Linked DNA regions of Sus scrofa: region 2 is linked to region 1. A link is a contact called in public HiChIP or PLAC-seq data. All regions are on one chromosome and are shown on one strand. Each heading gives the region's core, a stretch centred on a gene start, on an enhancer-like site or on the middle of the called end of the contact. The rest is flanking DNA. Distances are from core to core; before and after follow the strand shown. Region 1 holds the start of MYNN (myoneurin). Region 2 holds the start of PRKCI (protein kinase C iota type).

The links. HiChIP or PLAC-seq counts read pairs in DNA pulled down with a chosen protein or histone mark.
Region 2: a contact with region 1 is called in an H3K27ac HiChIP or PLAC-seq map of alveolar macrophages. The contact joins the promoter of PRKCI here to the promoter of MYNN in region 1. A contact is called at or near these places in 1 of 5 promoter capture datasets (liver), 3 of 47 Hi-C or Micro-C datasets (heart right ventricle, liver and skeletal muscle) and 2 of 2 datasets of contacts at active chromatin or transcription factors (alveolar macrophages and skeletal muscle).

What each region holds. Positions count from the first base shown.
Region 1 is chr13:108,430,747-108,437,740 of Sscrofa11.1, forward strand. MYNN (myoneurin) reads left to right here and starts at 4,448. Exons shown (of 7, transcript XM_005669990.3): 1 at 4,448-5,111; 2 at 5,894-6,190. The coding sequence starts at 5,925. It overlaps ACTRT3 (actin-related protein T3), which reads right to left and starts at 3,620. Exons shown (of 2, transcript XM_003358668.4): 1 at 1,069-3,620; 2 at 1-159. The coding sequence starts at 1,268. TRNAV-AAC (a tRNA gene) reads left to right here and starts at 2,674; the gene lies at 2,674-2,746.
Region 2 is chr13:108,908,679-108,915,672 of Sscrofa11.1, forward strand. It overlaps PRKCI (protein kinase C iota type), which reads left to right and starts at 4,340. Exons shown (of 18, transcript XM_021069795.1): 1 at 4,340-4,777. The coding sequence starts at 4,677.

The DNA of each region.
Region 1 (6,994 bases), core at 3,198-5,697:
TCAGTGACCCGTTGCCGGTTGGCCAATGGGTTCAGTGCTGATTCGGTAATCAAGACTGGGCCATCACAGGGCTTCAGCTTCAGGTTATGGTCATAGATATGATTCCACATGATCTCCATGTCTTCCCAGGAAGTAATTAGACCACGCTCCACTGGGTAGCTGTAGGAAGAGCAAAGAGATAAATGGCAGCTTTTAATTCTTCCAGTGTCTATTCTCTTCAATCCTAGATTAATCCATGTATTTATTACCAGTATCCCTTTATGAGCAAGACTGCCACAGCCTCTGAGAGATGGTAATTACCAGCAAAAGTTAGCACAGCTACCTTCCACTGCAATCTTTGCTTTCCACTGCCCACACCCTCCCCCGCCCTATTGGAATACACCCCCCCCCTTTTTTTTGTCTTTTTGACTTTTCTAGGGCCGCTTCTGCCGCACATGGAGATTCCCAGGCTAGGGGTCGAATCGGAGCTGTAGCCACTGGCTGTAGCCACAGGCCTACACCAGGGCCACAGCAAGGCAGGATCCGAGCCGCGTCTGCAACCTACACCACAGCTCAAGGCAACGCCAGATCCTTAACCCACTGAGCAAGGCCAGGGATCAAACCCGCAACCTCATGGTTCTTAGTCGGATTCGTTAACCACTGTGCCACGATGGGAACTCCAAGGAGTACCCCTCTCGACTTGGAAAAAAAAAAAAAAAAAAAAAAAAATAGGGAAATCTTCACATAATAATGTTTTAATAACAGTCAACTGAAAAAAAAAAAAAAAACCGTGACACAGATACTATTCATTAACATTCCTAAAACTCGTATTTTATGAATGAACTCGTATTTTATGAACGATAACTGTGTTTCTACGTTTGACTACATTTGACTAGATACCGAAAAGAAGTAATGGTCACTCTAGATATGTGGTCCGCTCAGATTTGCGGCTCAAGCGTTTGCAATAACGCGGGTTGTAGATACTTTCCTGTTCCTCCTCTCTTTACCTTTTCCCTCACTCTTGAGCCCCTCCTACGGGCACTCCCTCCTTCCGCTCCTCGGGTCCTGCCTACAGGGAGAAGGCGGTACCTGATGGAAAGGGAGTGTCTCCGCTCCTGAGCTTGGTCTCCCACGCACACTTCCTGCGCGCCCTCAACAGCCCAGGTCTGGCCCTTGGCGCGGCCGATGATATTCGGGTAGATAAAGAGAGGATCCCGGGACCCAGCCAGGCCAGCCTTGATCACTCCTGAGCCGTTGTCGATCACCACCGGTAGCTGGTAGTAGCTCATGCCGCCGCCGCAGCCTCCTGTCGCCCGGCCGCTCCGGCTGTTTTGGCTGCAGGCTGAGCGGGAAGCGCGCAAAGTGATGAGCGGGGGCCGAGGGCCTGGAACGCCGCGTCATAGAGGCCCCCGCACGGCCCCACGGGGCCTGAGCGGGGCTGGTGCGGCGACAGCCCAAGCCCGTGGGCTGTGTGGACTCAAGGTGTGGTCTGAAGTGCCACCCACGGTTGCGTCTCACCCGGGATGGACTACTCCTTTCCCGTTGGAATCCTGGAATACCAATATCGGGAAAACCCGATTGTCCTCCCCAAAGATAAAAATCTAATCCTTCACGAGAGGCTTTCTCTAGTACTTCAATGAAACATAAAAGGTTTTATTTCTCAGAGCCATTAAATTCTGATTAATAGGTCCAGGGACCTATGGGAAGCCCCGAAATGAGCCCTAGAAACTGGAATAAAGGTGGAGAGCCTTGACAGGTGAAAGTTTTAAGAGGGGAAGCACAGCCTATGCTTCTGAAACCCTCGTCAACTTCTAAAAATAAAAAGGAAAAAAGTGCTATTATTTAAAGTGGATTTAAAATACTTTGATTATGGTTTTTATATATACTGGGCAATAGTTTGTGTTTCTCGTGGTTTCTAAGTAAAATGTACTCAAAACCAAAATAGTAGAAACATTAAAAAAAAATTTTTTTTAGCACTCCCATTACGTTATCCCCCCACCCCCTGCAGTGTAATATGGAAGCTCATTTCTGGTTCCCTAAAAGTTCTTGATTTTTAGGCAGAAGAATGTGTCTGCTTCTTCACGGGGAAAACGATATTCAGTACGTCATATGAAGTTCGGACTTAGAAAAATTTATGTTCATTGTGCGCCAAAGTGCATCTTGGTGTCTGATTATTATTTTTTTTTAACCCCCTCAATTTTACACACCATGTAGAAGATTTTAAAGCAAGTACCTAAGCAGGAGAGAAGATTCAAAAGCTAATGACACATCCCTTCACCAGAGGCTGAACCGGTTACTTTCTCGCTAGCTAAATGACTGCTAAGGAGGTTGGTGCGCGAGTTCGCGTGCTGCGGGTCCTTCTTAGCCGGCCAAAGCCCTAAAACTCATCCGGGACTCTCAGCAGCTAAACGAGGAGAAAAGAAACTAATACAACACTTCTTTTCCGTGGAGGGAATTAAACCCAAAAGAAAGGCACATAACGCGTGCCGGGTTTCTAACTACCTTTGAAAAAAGCATATGCAAATTCTAACTTTTGAAATAGTGGTACTATTTAATTGGATCTATGCTTATTTTCCTTTTTTTGTTCGTTTGTTTTGTTGATCTGTTTAAAATTCCTTTATCTACTTTGAAGTGCTCAAGCTGCATGTTACAATAGCGATATCAACAAACTTCAGAGAGCTTGTTACTAGGAAGGTTTCCGTAGTGTAGTGGTTATCACGTTCGCCTAACACGCGAAAGGTCCCCGGTTCGAAACCGGGCGGAAACAGTGCCTTTGTTTCTTTTCCTCCCTCTTTGTTTTATGAAATTATGTTCTTCAAAAACATAATCTTGATAGAAACTTGCAGTAAAACATAATCTTGATAGAAACTTGCAGTATCTTGGAAATTTCAAATTGCTTGTTTTATTTAAATACATCTCACAACCTAATACTGAAAAAATAATGTAATGTACAGCCTGGTAACATTACCGGGCAGGGCCCTTTGGGGCTCCTGGGCACAAAAGCCTTTCTCTGTCCCCATTTCTTTTTAGGAAATAGGCCTCATTCAGCCTCCTTGACCTCCCTTGAGTGCCAAAGGGCAGGTAGTAGGAAGGAAAGATTACAGAAAACCAGATATCTAAAGTTGGGAAATTTAGCGCTTTTCTATGAAAGAATGCAAATGTCTAGGCTCACTGAAATCATCCTTTGATGTGCATCTCCACCAGTGTTCTGTGTTTTCACAGCCTGAGTTTCAAGGAGGGCAGGGTGGGGGGGCTCGCTCTCGGGAGTGGTTGCTAGATGGCAGGTATTCTTTGTTTCCTTCCTGAGTTCCCACAGGGCTCCGAGGTTCAGCCTCCGAGGTGGCTGCATTCCCGGTTGATTTGTGCCATCCTTTGTTTTGTGGACTTAACTATCAGTGTATGTGATAAAGAACTAAAAGACCCTAGCAAATGGAAGATGTTAACTACCTGATGAAGGATTGTTCATTCTGGAAAGAAGGACCACTAGAACCAGTCCTGGGGTCACAAAAACACCAACTTTGAAAAACAATGCAAGCCAGCATTTTCCCTGATCCTTATCTGTGGCCCTATTTTTCTACTTCCAAATTATAAAACCACTTCCTATTCTCTCCCAAAGGGGGGCACAGTCTTTAGGGCATTAGTCTGCTATAGCCCTCCTTTGCCTGGCAAAGCAATAAAGCTGTTACTTTTCTCCTTCACCCAAAACTCTTGTCTCCCTGTTTCTATTCAGCACTGGTGGACAGAGAGGTCCAGTTTCCACAACAAGGTAATCAAACACAGCACAAAAACTGGAGCCCTGGAGCCCTTGAGGACTCTGTATTACAAGTCATTTGGTTTTCCACTTGAGATTACAGATTTATCTAAACCCGAGACCATGTTTTATACTTCTAAATACTCAATATCTGTTCAACACATAGCAGAGGCTCATAAATATCTGAGTGAATTAATTACCAAAAAGGATTCTGACAAAACTAAAAGTGCAATCAGAAAGAAAATTATACTTATAAACATAAAATCAAGAAAGAACCAGCCTCTTTTTTTCCTAACGGTTGTGGTTTTATTCAAAAATATGATTCATACTGAGGAAAACTTAGAGACCAAACGGAATCTGTTTTTTTAAAAAAATCTCAGGAGAGAAGAAAAGAAACTCAAGTTGACACTGTCCTGAAAAATAAAGTCGCGAGTAAACTTCCTACGATCCTCATATAACTTTTAACAAGAAAAAAATGTTGAAGTTTTGGTTTTCTTAGATTTATAATGTCCAAGCGTGGTATAATTCACCCTAACATATCAGCATGACTTATCTTACTGTTTCTGTCTTTTCATTTTATGCAGATAAGCGGCACCCCTTTCCCTCACTGTACAAAATCTGAATACAACGTAAATCATTGTATTAAAGTTTTTCTAGTCCAGACGCAGAACATTTTCCGGTATAAAGCCCACCTTTCCCCACGCGCATGCCCAGTATGCCCTACTGCTTTGCACCGCTTTCGTGCATCCCAGGCTTCCAACACCAGGTAAGGGTATCCTGCAAACTGGATTCCGGTTGGCTGATGCAAACAAGAGCTTTTGGGTAGGTAAACTAAAAAGGAGTGATCAGTCTCAGCTCAAAAATTCCCATGGTCGAGAGCCCAAGTATATAAAGCAGCTGTTCCCACCGGTGGGGCCTCAAGAAAGGTGAGGCTGATGGGAGAAGTCGAGCAACTAACTACAAGCCCCAGCATGCAATGCACAATTTGGCTCCCGGAAAGAGGCGCGCTGTGCAGCGGAAAGCAGCCTTGGCCGGCAACACGAGTCGTGCGCGAGATGCTGACGGTCAGCCAACCAGAATGCTCAGAATGAGGAAGAGAGGCGGGGCGCTGTGAGCGTCCCCTTAGATCTCGTATCTATGACTCTCCAGTTTCCGGGTCTCCTGGCCCGCTAGGGAGGGGGTTCTCTGTGCGCCAGCCTCTTCCAGGCGGGTGTTAGATCTCCACGGTCCTAAGAGCCTACGCTGTTGCCACGGATCTCCCAGAGCCGGATGTGACGTCGCCTTGGAGTAGGAAGGGAGAGGCGGAGCGTAGCCCAGTGACGTCCTTCCAATATGGCGGAGTGAGAGTGAAGAAACAGTGTTTCCCCTTGGGTTGCTATAGGTGAGTTCTGTCTTTGCCCCCAGCCCGCCATCCCAGCTCCCTCCAGATCCTGGGTCACTAGAGGGCAGGTTCCTTGGAGCGCGAGCTGTTGTCGGAGCCAAGTGTTAACGTTGAAAGCTCGGGCGAGGCAGTCCTGGTGTTGGCCTTGGCCACAACCTCTGCTGTGGGAATTCGCGGGAGTGGGAGCTGGGCGAAGGGCAGGGAGGCAGAAACCAGGAGAGATCGGCTTTGGTTGTCACCCTATGATACCACCTCGAGTGGGGAAGGAAGGGGTGTGGCTTCCTCGGGGTGAGTGACCTAACCTTTGACAACTCTTGGCCCTGCCCCCTCGGCACCCGTCTAGCGTTTTGAAGCCACTATGTAACAGGTTTCATTGGGGAGCAGTTTTCAAGACCTCGTACCGTGTCCTTACTCAGTTTGCCCCAACGATCATTCTTTTAGTGGTTGATTTTTTCTCCCAAATATATGTTTGCCTACTGAGCTTGAAAGTGAAAGTTCAGCTGATCCAAAAGCGTGGAATTTTGCAGTGCTTTTTTTTTTCCTTTTTTTCCCCGCTTTGTGGAAATATTTTCTCGCGTCGCCATTTATTACCGCGTCCAAAGGATTGTGTTAGTTGACCAAGATGAAATAAAAGCTAGGAAGGCATTTGTCCCTTCGGCATTTTTTAACCATATCTGTGAATTTTCTGGGGACGTAAAATGAGAACAGACTTTATTCTTGTTGCGTGAAAAGTTTGATGACAGCTTAGGTTTACTAATTTACTATTTATTTTTGTTTTTTAGAACAAGGGTAAAATTCGTTTGTGATATCAAAATGCAGTATTCGCACCACTGTGAGCACCTTTTAGAGAGACTGAACAAACAACGGGAAGCTGGTTTTCTTTGTGACTGCACCATAGTGATTGGGGAATTCCAGTTTAAAGCTCATAGGAATGTGCTTGCCTCCTTTAGTGAGTATTTTGGTGCGATCTACAGAAGCACTTCTGAGAACAATGTCTTTCTTGATCAGAGTCAGGTGAAGGCTGATGGATTTCAGAAACTGTTGGAGTTTATATACACAGGAACTTTAAATCTTGACAGGTAAAGTACACATTTTATTTCCACTTATAAAAGCTGGTCAATAGTCTTTAGAGCTAAACCATTTTGGTATTTTTTCCATACAGTCATTGAACTCTTCAAATATTGATATGTACAGTGTTGTTTTTAATGAATCAGTGTCACTGATTTGGGATAAACAGACTATGTTTTGTAAGCACAAAAAAATACAGATGTTAATGTAGTTAACGCATTGTTTCTGACACATTTGATTTATCTGCTGAAATAAAGCTTGTGATTTCAGTTATGTAAACTTAAAATATGATAAATATTAATTCCAATTTCCCCTAGCTTTTTATCTTTATGATTCTCTGGTCTTCTCTCTCACTCTCTGTCCCCTTCGTCTTAAGGTCTTTGGGGTGAGAAGGTGTAAGTGGAAAAGAGATCCTCCGTTTATTTAATAGTGCTCCCATTTCCAGCCATAAATAGCAACATGCAGGACTTCTTCCTGATCTTGATTCAGGAAAATAATTCCATTGGCATGTTAATGGCAATGACTCTTGTTATTTCTGTACAGCTATCAGTACTAATGTTTAAGTCAGGTCCAAGAGGCTAGAATGCTTAGCTAAGATGCTTAAAACAGTTGTTGCACTGACAAGAAGTAGATTCTGAGGAATTGGATAATGCAGGCACTTTGTGTCTTACATGCATGATGGACTATATAATGAGATTAATATCAATACATTTACTGCTTATTGGGGGAAAGGTGGTGGGGATAAAAGGAAAGAGAAACCAAATTACTCTTGTCTTTTCTCCAGCTTTTATGCAAGTGTAAACTTGAGTAGATCA
Region 2 (6,994 bases), core at 3,090-5,589, 480 kb after region 1:
GATCATACAGGACCTGTGTCTACTGTTTATTATCTCATTCGCTATTCTCCAAGCAGGTTATTTCTTTGCTCCATGTTGGGACAAGCACTAGGTAATGACAAAATGTGAGAATGTTGGCCAAAAGTATTTTAAATACCTTAAATTGGTATATTTAAACTTTATGTATTTTTGGCTGCACTTGTGGCATGCAGAAGTTTCCTGAACCTGTGCCACAACAGCGACCAGAGCCACAGCAATGATGATGCTGGAGCCTTAACCTGCTGAGCCACTGGGGAACTCCTGGATTTCAGCATTAATCTTTTTTCCTATTAACATCATTGCAATGAGCCAAAATTACGTGTAATTCAGTCTAGTGCCCAATATTTATTTTCACAGGTCGAAAATTCCATCCAAATGAACAGGACTAGCAGCTTAAATACTTTTTTCCTCTTTTAATGACATCATCACATCCTTAGTAAAATCACTGAAAAGTAGTAGTTTAAGGGAGGCAGGCTTACCCAAGTTGAAGGAACTAGTAAGCACCATTTTAAGTACAACAGAAAGAAAATACACTCTGGCAGACTTGTTCAAATGCATTGGCTTCCCATTTTGTATTATATGATTCTCAGTTGAGAAATAGCCATCTGTGGCTCTGGTCACTACTCTGGTGTGGGTTTGAACCCTCACCCAGGACTTTCTGCATGCCATAGGCATGGCCAAAAAAAGAGAGAGAGAAACAGGGACCAAAGATCTAGCAACAGGGTTTACTAGATGACATAAAGAACACAGCAAACAAATTTTCTTATGATCCTGGCTGCAGAACACACTGGTGAGGCTAATTAAGATTGTATACAAAGAAAAAAAAAAAAAAAGATTGAATACAAAGGAGTTCCCGTTGTGGCCCAGCAGAAACAAATCCAACTAGGAACCATGAGGTTTCGGGTTCGATCCATGGCCTTGCTCAGTGGGTTAAGGATCCGGCATTGCTGTGAGCTGTGGTGTAGGTAGCAGACACAGCTCAGATCTAGCATTGCTGTGGTGTAGGCCAGCAGATATAGCTCCGCATTGGACCCCTAGTCTGGTAACCTCCATATGCCACGGGTGCGGCCCTAAAAAGCAAAAAAAAAAAAAAAAAAAAAAAAAAAGATTTAATATAAAAATGTACCTATTCTGATTAGACATTTCCTTTTTTTTTTTCTTTTTGTATTTTCAGAGCTGCACCCGCAGCATATGGAGTTCCCAGGCTAGAGGTCCAACTGGAGCTGTAGCTGCCAGCCTACACCACAACCACAGCAACACAGGACCTGAACCATGTCTGTGACCTACACCATAGCTCACGGCAATGCTGGATCCTTAAGCCACTGAGGGAGGCCAGGGATCGAACCTACGTCCTCATGGATACTAGTCGGGCTCATTAACGGCTGAGCCATGACGGGGACTACATGATTAGACATTTCCTAATTAGAGCAGCTCAATCAGTAAAAAGGAAGCAAAATTTTCCTAAAGATATGACTAATGTGATGCCAAGTTCCTTTTTTTTTGGCTTTTGTCTTTATAGGGTCACACCCGAGGCATATAGAGGTTCCCAGGCTAGGGGTCTAATCAGAGCTATAGCTGCCGGCCTACACCACAGCTACAGCAATGCCAGATCGGAGCCTCGTCTGCAACCTACACCACAACTCATGGCAACGCCAGAGAGATGGCTTGGAGTTTCCTTATGGCTCCTCTAGTTAAGAACCTGTCACTGCTGTGGCTCTGGCTGTAGCTGTGGCGTGAGTTCAGTCCCTGGCCTGGGAACATCTGCATGCCGTGGGCACAGCCATAAATAAATAAATAAATAATAAAATGTACATCTACCTTAAAAAAATAGAGATGGCTCAATAGGTTCCAGTATTTTGTTACTAAAAATAATCTGTACCCTGATCATCCCATATGCTTAACTGTTTGCGCCCTTTATCTGTTTTAATTGCATCACATTGACTTTAAAAATTAGTGTCAGAGCACTTCCAGAATGGAAACATAAGGAGCTCCTTGTATACTCTCCCCAATGAAACAATCATAACTGTGAAAGTTATAAACAAAAATTGACCACTGAATCAGACTATGGAACAGTTTTATGCCCCACGGCATTGTCAAAAACACAGGAGCAATCAGATGTCAATCTGTGGAGGCTTACAGCTGGGAGCTATATCCATTTAGGCAAACCAGCTTGATGGGGAGATGAGGGAAAGAGGCAGTCAAAGAGAACCTGATTAAAACCCACTATCACTCCCCAGAGAAGGGACAAGGAGTCAGGGTGATAACGTGCATGCCAAAGCTGTACCCTCTGAGGAGAGACATTATAGACTGCATAATGGGGAAATAGACTTCATCTATTCTGGCCAACTCACAAATAAATAAGCAAACAATAACAACCACCAGCCCTGGAGCCAAGTGAGATCAGTCTTTAGAATTGCTACAATGGAAATGTAGAGTTTGCAACAAAAAAATATTATGAGGCATACAAAGAAACAGGCAACAGGACCCATACACACAGAAACTGTGCAAGAGAACACATGCATTGGAGTTCGCACACTTCAAAGCAGCTATTATAAATATGTTTAAAGAACTAAAGGAAACTATGCTCGAGAGTATAGATTCAAAATTCCTCAACAAAATATTAGCAAATTGAATCTAGCAACATATTAAAAAGGATTATATGTCATAGGAATTTCCCCCAGGAGTGCAAGGTTGGCTTACATCTAAAAATTAATTAATGTCACATAACACATTAATAGAACAAAACACAAAATCACATGATAATCTCCATAGACAAAGAAAAATCACTGAAAAAAACCTCAAAATACTTCGTAATAAAAACAGGCAACAAACTAGGAATAGAACGGAACTTCCTCAACCTGATAAAGGGCATCTGCAAAAAAATCTAGAGCAATTATCACAGTTAATGGTGAAAGACTGAAATATCCACATAAGACTGAGAATAATACAAGGATGTTAACATAGCCTCTTTATTCAACACAGTACTAGAGGTTCTAGCTAATTCAATCAGGCAAGAAAAAGAAAGAAATCATGCAGATTGAAAAGGAAGTTGTAAATTAATCTGTATTTGAAAATGATGTAATCTTGTACATAGGGAATTCTAAGGAATCCACCCAAAACACTGTTAGAATTAATAAATGAGTTCAGCAAGCTTGTAGGATTGAAGATGTATGCAAAATCATTGTATTTCTATACACTAGCAACAAATAATAAAAAAAAAGAAATTAGGATGGGAATAAATTGGTATAGCCACTATGGAAGATAGTTGATGTTAGAAAAAATGCTGATGGATAGATAGCTAACTGGATTGATTGGCTAAGTATTCATTGTGCATCTGTTCCTAGTAAATGGCAATGCACAAGGGCATTTGGGGGGCAGCAAAACAAGAAGACAGTTTTCCATCATATATATATACACATATATATATACATATGTGTGTGTATACACTTTGGTTTGGGGGGGCCTTATTTTTGGCATATGGAAGGTCCCAGGCTAGGGGTGGAATCAGAGCTGCAGCTGCTGGCCTACACCACAGCCACAGCAAAGCCAGATCCCAGCAGCGTCTGTGACCAATACCACAGCACAGGGGACACCCTGGATCCTTCACCCACTGAGCAGGACCAGGGGTTGAACCCAAATCCTCATGGATATTAGTTGTGTTCATTACTGCTGAGCCATGATGGGAACTCCCATTATACTTATATTTTAGTTTCCTTCTTTATTGCATTCATTATTACATTTGTTAAATATATTAAATTCTTTGCAAGAAAGAGTCTATGCTGATCAGGTAATCAAATTCTTCTTTCCGAAAAGGGCACTGGATAATTGAAATGATTTATGCAATTGGAAGGGAGCATTCACCAGGGAACAAGGTCTAGATGGTGATGAAGCCCAGTCATTTCCAATGCCCTCAGATGCCCAAGCTGCATTCAGGATTTCCACGACGAGGGTCCCAGGGACACAAGCTGAAGACAGACAGACTGTCAGCGAGAAGGCGGGGCCCTCTACATGTAAGGAACCTCAAGTCCCAGAATCCCATGGGGACTCCAAATCCCAGAAACCCGCAGGACAATTACCTTACGAGTCCCAAGTCGGCTGACCTCGGACGCGACCAAGTGATGAAACAGGGGTGAGATGCCGCAGCATTTGTCTCCTACCATTTTCCTTGCGGGGAAGGGCTTTTTACAGAATTGTAGTTACTTAAGTCTTGACATTCTCTCAATCACAGCTTCCACGAAAGGCCCCCTGCTGAAGAACTTGATGTGATATTTAGCATCCTCCATCCTTTCTCCCCTTTCCGTCCCCGTAAAAATGGGTCAGCCGGGCATTGAGGCTCCTTGAGTTGGAATAGGATGGTTACACCCGCTCTCCCCCGGAATGTGGGCCTTTGGAGCAAGCGAGGTGGGAGGGGCGGAGGCGGGAGGCGTGCTGGGCCTGGGCGGCAGTAGAGTCAGTGGCGGCCGCGGGCGGTGGGAGGAGCCGCGCGGTTCCGGCTGCCCCAGCGAGGCGACCCTTGGGTCCGCGCCGCGGGCGGGGTGGACAGGTAGGCGAGCGGGCAGCTGCGGCTCCGGGGAAGGCTCGGGCTGCGGAGTCCCCTACGGTGCCGGGCGCGCCCCCCGCACCCTCGGCCTCTGGCGTTGAGGCGGGGGAGTAAGGAGATGCCGACCCAGAGAGACAGCAGTACCATGTCTCACCCGATCGCAGGCGGCGGCAGCGGGGACCATTCTCACCAGGTTCGGGTGAAAGCCTACTACCGCGGGTGAGTGTCCTGGGGTATGGGTTAGAGTGGGAGGGGAGGGGAAAGGTCAGCTCGACTTGGCCCGGAGGAGGGGCGGGTAAGGGGCTGGAGATCTGGTGGGAGGGTTGGTCTTAGCGGGCGACTCTAGGGACTCCAGATGGGTGACCAAGTGGTCCGGGGAGGAGCATGGGGCTCTGGCTTGGGGCACCCCCAAGGTGTGGTGTCGGGCGCCCGGGATCACGCGGCTGAGGGTCCTGAGTAGGATCCGAGGGAGGAGCCTTGAAGTAGATTAGGTCCACCTAGTGGGTTCGAGAAACTCGCCTTCCAAGAGATTTACGAGATCTTTACATCTTTAAGTCTGGATGTATGGGGGGTTGAGAGTTGGTTCTGAGTGATGCCTTAGTTAACTAAATTTACTTTGGGTTTAAAAGACAGGACTGCTTCCGTTTGCTGACCCTTTTGACTACCAGCAGGCCTAAAGCCTCTGGTTCTCCAAGTCAGGTTTGTCTATCTTAGAGAAGAGTTCGTGAAGTGTGTCTGGACTGTGGTTAGGCTGCCAGTATGTTAGACATAGGAGCTATTGTTTGAGTAAACTCGATGAGTTTTCAGGGATATGCATTAGGTATTTATTGTCTTGCCAAGATTAGGTTGTATGTACATGTGTAAATTTAAATTTGTGAAGACTTCTTTGTTAGTGTTGCTTCAAAAACTGTCCGATACGGTGAAATACTGTGAGAAGAGGACCAGCCTAGGCACAGTTTTTAAATCTGTGATGTTTACTCTTATTATTACCTAAGTTATAATTACTGTGGTTCCCAGAAATAATCCAGTCCTAAAATCGTTGCATTAAATCATATTCCGTAATCAGTGACCTAAAGTGTCCCCTTCCCTTTATGTAGTTGTGGTTTGAAATTTCTTTGAGATAATTATATTCGGGTGCCTTAGAAAGGTGAAATGTTAGTGTGAGCATAAGAGTTTGAAACTAAGGGTTAACAAAAAACCACTTTGGCTTGTCTTACTGCTTGTCCAAGCAGAAGTAAATTACTTTAAAAAACTCAAGCATTAGGAGGTTTGAAACTGCAATGCATACTTTTACATTCCTGAGAGGATCAGTGAAGATAGCAAACTTCCAAAATGTCTGTCTTGTTTTGATTTCAAAGGAAATATTAGCCCCTAAATGTCTTACTGATTTGATGTAAGGATGTACTAGTTTGCTACCTTGAAGCCTCTGACCCCTCTCTGTTCATTAGCTTGATGGTGTTCAGGAGTAGTTTAGAGGAGTTATTTTGGACAGTAACAGAGTTTTTGCTTAAATCGATCAAGGAGGTCCTGATTTTAAAACAATAGATATGGGAGTTCTCGTCGTGGCGCAGTGGTTAAGGAATCCGACTAGGAACCATGAGGTTGCGGGTTCGGTCCCTGCCCTTGCTCAGTGGGTTAACGATCCGGCGTTGCCTTGAGCTGTGGTGTAGGTTGCAGACGCGGCTCGGATCCCGCGTTGCTGTGGCTCTGGCGTAGGCCGGTGGCTACAGCTCCGATTCAACCCCTAGCCTGGGAACCTCCATATGCTGCGGGAACGGCCCAAGAAATAGCAACAACAACAACAAAAGACAAAAAAATAAAAAAAATTAAAAAAAATAAAAAAAATAAAACAATAGATATGTACTTTGGGAAAAACTTTGCTTTCTTTACCTTACCTTTGATTTGACAAATGAGCTATTTCACTTTAGAATGTGTTCCATTTTATAGAGTTGACAATCTGTGAGTTGTTAGGTACAGAGAATGAAATATTGAAAAATGAAATATTGAAAATGAAAAAATTTAGTACATTTTCTTTTTTCTCATGATGTCCAATTATTGACAGTTTAAAAAACACATATACACACGTGGTAGTAAAGTGCCAACTGTGCAGATATATAAAATAAAAAGTGTTGGGAGTTCCCATTGTGACTCACTGGGTTAAGGACCCAACACCATATCCATGAAGATGTGATTCAAACCCTCACCTCGCTCGGTGGGTTAATGATCCGGCATTGCTGCAAGCTGCAGCATAGGTCACAGATGAGGCTCAGATCAAGTGTTGCTGTGTTGTAGGCCTGCAGCTGCAGCTCAGATATGACCTCTAGTCCAGGAGCTTCCATATGCCGCAGGTGCAGCCATAAAAATAACTAAAAATTAAAAAAAAAAAAAAGTGATCCCCATCCAGTCCTCTCAACTTCCAGTAGTAACTACTATTGA